Regions from separate parts of the Gossypium arboreum genome. Here region 2 is linked to region 1. Evidence: chromatin contacts called from public Hi-C data. All regions are on one chromosome and are shown on one strand. The core of a region is the stretch at or near the end of the contact, and the rest is flanking DNA. Distances in the headings are between cores, read along the strand shown.

The links. A called contact is a pair of places that touch in the nucleus more often than the background predicts.
Region 2: a contact with region 1 is called in a Hi-C map of leaf, with 6 times the contacts expected there. The contact joins the promoter of LOC108480090 here to the promoter of LOC108482942 in region 1. A contact is called at or near these places in 5 of 5 Hi-C or Micro-C datasets (all in leaf).

What each region holds. Positions count from the first base shown.
Region 1 is chr3:44,883,857-44,886,556 of ASM2569848v2, reverse strand. LOC108482942 (pentatricopeptide repeat-containing protein At1g26460, mitochondrial) reads left to right here and starts at 1,346. Exons shown (of 7, transcript XM_053025694.1): 1 at 1,346-2,198. The coding sequence starts at 1,585. It overlaps LOC108480867, which reads left to right. Exons shown (of 2, transcript XM_017783993.2): 2 at 1-207. The coding sequence ends at 119.
Region 2 is chr3:45,117,634-45,120,333 of ASM2569848v2, reverse strand. LOC108480090 (protein KTI12 homolog) reads left to right here and starts at 1,387. Exons shown (of 4, transcript XR_001870545.2): 1 at 1,387-1,525; 2 at 1,850-2,700.

The DNA.
Region 1 (2,700 bases), core at 97-2,596:
GATCAAAGGAAGCCGATGTGTATGCAATGTCTTACGAGCCTAGAAAGGGTGAGAGGATTGAAGGTAAGCTAGGCATAGTTCTTGACACCATTAAGGAGAATGGGATCATATTTGTATGAGCCAATCACACATTGGTGTAGTAAATTAATTTATTACTGAACTGTGGGAATGCAATCAATATTTGAGCCTCTTGATATTAGAATAGAATCATTTTTTAGTGCTATGTAGTATGAAATGATGAATGTTGTATTTGTAAAACACCTGCAGATGCTTTGCTGGCATCAAGCCAAAACCATATAATACTGTGAGCTAACATGAATAAGACATAAGCTGTAAACAATAACAAAAAATGAAGCACATCCGGAGAGTAGGAATCAATTATCCATTCTTATTTCTTCTTCTCAAACTCGATCACCACCCAAAAAGAGAAAGTAGTTTAAGTAAGTCACTTTTTTAATCTACTCGCTAATTGCCCTGCCACTGTTTTGAATGGTAAATGGACCTGTTAAAAGAAAATCTTAAATTTTATTACATTATTTTTTAATATGTCATACTCAACTTGTTAATACAACATACACTATCGTGTTAACAATTTAAGCTGAGGGAGTAATCTAATTAATACAATTAGGGTTAAAAAAAACCTATCAAACCAAGAAACTGAGTCGAATAGACAATTCTGTTCGTGTTTTTTTATAGTTTAGTTCAGTTCTAATTAGATGATTTCGTTGAACCACATCAATTCAGTTAGATTTCAGTTTATTTCATTAGATATCGAAAAGTTAAAAAAAAAAAGTTTAAAATTTTTAAAAAGAAACCCAAATTTAAATATATTTAAAATCCAAAACAAAACTCATTGCTTCTAAAAGCTAAATACAGTTTTATTATGCTTTTACATATTCTATAATTGAATAAAAATAAAAAATAAACCCTAAATCTAATTTCAAATTCATCCTCTTACGAATGCATTGTTTATTTATTATTGTTGTTAAAACTTTTAAAATTTGGATTACCATTATTAACATTTTCAAGTTGGGTGTTTTTTACTATCATTACACATTAAGAGTTATAAAATACAAATAATTTAATATTTAACCATGTTCAATGAAGGTTGAGTGTGATTAAATCAAAGTTTAATTGAATTTTTAATTATAAATTTTATAAATTATTTTTAAATAAATATATTAATTGAGATTTTATGTATCATTAAAAAAATAAAATTGCCAAATAATGTCTTAAAAACATAAAACAAAAATAATTTAATCTAATTATTAATAAAATTCAAAAGCTCAAAGCCCATATGAAACCCAAATCCGTACCGACCACCGATTCGAAAAATAAAAAAACCAAATACCCCGATTTCTTATAAACCGATCTCACCCCTCAATAAAAATTTGATTCTTTGCGAACATTTTTTAATTTAGGGATGAATTTAGAATCGGAAATACTTTGTGTATGTATAATGAAATTAACCCAATATTGAATTTACTATTGTCTCCTTCAAAGGCGATAACCCCTTTTCGTCGTCTCAAAAACCCTAACCTGAGAAGTTAGCTCTTTTGCTTCACTATTGACAGTGAACAAAAAATGGCTTCACAAATGGCGATCTTGACCAGAACACGAATCCTACTCCGAGTAAGCCAAGCCAAATCCATTTCCAGCTTCCCTTTCCTCTCTCAAGAACCCCAACTTGCCGAGTCAGCCCACACGGCTGAAACTCAAACCACCCCTCTCCCTCCCAACCCAGCCTCCGGCAGCCCCCTTTACCACGAGAACTGGCGAGACCCAAACGCAGCCAGAAAAACAACCTCCCTAGCGCAATCCCTTATTCCCCTCGGCTTCCTCAGCCAAACTCCTGGCCAACGGATTCAATACCTCTCCCAAATCCTTGATGCCCCTGCTTTAATGAACCATTTTGCTGATTTGATGACTCAGCAACGATGGACCGACGTGAAAGAGCTATTTGAGTTCTGGGTTCGATCGCTGGATAAGAATGGGAAGCCCAATAAGCCCGATGTGAATCTTTATAATCAGTATTTGAGGGCTAGTTTTATGATCGGAGCATCGGCAGGTGATTTGCTTGATTTGGTGGCGCAAATGGACGAGTTTGCCATTGTTCCCAATACAGCGACCTTTAATTTCGTTTTAAAGGCTATGAAGCAAGCTAAGGAAACTGAAGCTGCTGAGAAGCTGCTTGAACGGTTAGTTATAGTAGCACTATGCTCCCCCCAATTTCTCTCTTTTAAAGCCCTATGTTTTTTTTTGGGGTGTTTTGGATAATTGTAGGTTGCCTTTTGCTTGAAAGTTCCATAAATATTTGAGTTAATAAATGAGAAGGGATATAACTAAAATTGTTTCTAATTTGCTGCTAAAGTTTGTTTATTTGCATTTCGTAGCAGTGAGCTTGGATTAATCTTTTAAGTTAATTTTGTTTCTTTTTTTGTAATTATATTGAGAGTTTGGATTTTTTTTATTTAAAATGATATATATAATATATTTTTTGTTACAATCACTTCTGCCATACTATCGGACTTGGGGTTGTGTGGTCGTGGATGAATATATATATTTCCTTTTAAAACTTTAAAGACCTTTTTTTCATCAATTTGCTTTCAATAAGGATGTGCATTCATTTTTCTAGGAATTCAATAGCATCAGTAATACGCTGCTTTAGCATGTTTATCTTTGGAATTGTTTTCTAAAATA
Region 2 (2,700 bases), core at 138-2,637, 230 kb before region 1:
TTTAGACCTATCCATGGGACGAGCTGAGACAGATTTAGGTCGGGCCTTGCCAAAATTTTACGCCTGAACTTGGCTCAACCTAAAAATGGGCTTGAATAAAATGCTAAATCATGGGTTTGGCCCAATGAATTAATTTTTATATTATTTATTATATGAAAAATTTAAAATATAATACATCAAAATACTAAAACATTCAAATAAATGTTTCCTAACAATTTGAAAATAAATTAAAAATATTTATACTTAAATAACAAGAAGATAGGTGTAATTTAACAAGCAAATGTCTCTAAAACAATAACAAAATTAACAATAAAATAAGAGTTATACAATACGCAGACAATAATAACAAAATAATAGTAATATTATAGTGAAATGATAGCAAAATAGTGAAAAACAACAAGAAAACAACAATAAAATAACATTTTTTTTGTCTTTTTGCTAATTCGGGCCAAGCTCAAGCCAAAAGAGCCTTACTTGAGGCCCAACTTGTTTTTTAAATGGGCCTCATTTTTTTTGTCTAAGTCCATTTTTCGGACTTATATTTTTGCCCAAATTCTCTCACTTTTTGAGCATACCTTTTTGTCAGCTCAGGTGGCATGGCACATGAACAAATCTACTTTTAATAAACATGAGAGTCATAATATATATCAAACTTATCTTGATTTTGATGAACATCTATCTAATAATAAAATATTTATAATAAAAATAATATATTTAAACAATTTATATTTAAAAAATTATTTTTAAAAGAATATAATTTTTATATATTTTTAAAATGAATTTATAAAAAAAATTATATTTTTGAAAGGACTATAATTTTCAATAAAAATGTTATATTTCTCCAAATTTTCCACGAGAAAAAGAAGAATTGCTCGTAAGGACCTCACCTAGCAAGTCAAATGTCAACAAACAATCACATGGCAGCCCTTGGTTGGGCAACATGCCACATCAACATAAAATATGACGTAATCAAGGTTAGGTACCGAAATATTTAACGAAAACAAAAGTACATGTATGAAATTGGACATTTTGAAAATACATGTGTCACATTAGAACAAACCTAAAGTACAAGGGCCTTTCTTGCCATTATCCCATTTTAAAAATACGAAAAGTATAGATACTAAAGAAAATTAAATTGAAGAATACGCATAATATAGGAATAATAGCTTAATTTGACTTAAGGGACTCAATTTATATCATTCGGGTCAACTAGAAGTTTAAAATTTAAAAAGTACAACAATAAAAATTGGCCAATTAAAGTAGCTGAACTAATTCCACAACTAACACATAATACAGGGACTAATAACAAAATTTAACATATATTCATTAAAATGAACTATTGGTAAGTTGGGACTGAAGGCCCAATCTTGACCAAATCAAAGGGCCCAAATATAAGAAAATCCATAAAGTGCAAAAATATGATGGAAGCTTAGTGTTCCATTACATGCCTTTCCATTCAGGTCGGCGGATTCCTCCTAACGCGACCTCCCTCTCTGCCTGTCTGTTATTCAAATCTCCGACCAAGGTAATTTACTTAACTACGGTTTTCAAGTTTTTAGAACTTTTTGGCGGTTTAATCTTTGGTCCTTTTTCTTACTGCTTTTTGCAGGATTCTTCTGATCCCTAATTTAATTCTTTTGCAATTTTTCTAGATTATTTATTTTATTTCTGCATCTTGCTGAAATACGATCTGGGTTTCAGTTATATCTTCCATATAGTTTCCTATAAAACTATACATGTCTTATGTAATCTGAAAACTTTGAAGAATGTTACAGTATTAGCAAGTATATGTAAAAATTTGAGGCAAAGGAAAATCTTGATTTGAATTACTTTTTTAATTTATGAACAGTGAGATTTCAAGGAACTGCAGCTTAGCGAGCTGCGGTCTAAACCCAATTTTGTAAGAAAAAGACTTTAAAAAAAAAGATGGCATTGGTGGTAATTTGTGGGCAGCCGTGCAGTGGGAAGTCGACAGCTGCGAAATGTCTAGCTGAAGCTCTGAATGAATCAGAGTGTAAACAGACTGTAAGGATCATCGATGAGACTTCATTTCATCTTGATCGTAATCAGAGCTATGCTAATATGCCATCAGAGAAGAATTTACGGGGAGTGCTTAGGTCCGAAGTTGATAGGTCTGTCTCCAGAGATAATATCATTATAGTTGATTCTTTGAACAGTATCAAGGGTTATCGATACGAGTTGTGGTGTTTGGCTCGTGCTGCTGGGATAAGGTACTGTGTGTTGTACTGTGATGTTAGAGAATCGCAATGTAGGAAATGGAATGAAGAGCGTCGGGAGAAGGGAGAGGCTGCATATAATGATGTGATATTTGAGGATTTAGTTAGAAGATTTGAGAAACCGGATAGAAGAAATCGTTGGGATTCACCTTTGTTCGAGCTATGGGCTCATAATGATGGAGTGGAGAGATCTTCTATTGCCATTGTAGATGTGGTTTCGTATTTGACAAAAAAAGCAGACTCGAAATCTCGGGATGTTAAGATTTTGCAGCCAACCATTGCCACACAAAATACCCGGTTTTCAGAGGCAAATTCACTGTATGAGATGGACAGAGCCACGCAGGAGGTGATTAATGCTATTGTGGAAGCACAATCCCAGTCAATTGGAGGACCTCTTGCCAGTATCTCCATTGGTCAAGGTTTACCGAATATCGATATTTCTAGATCGGTTGGGTTGCCGGAG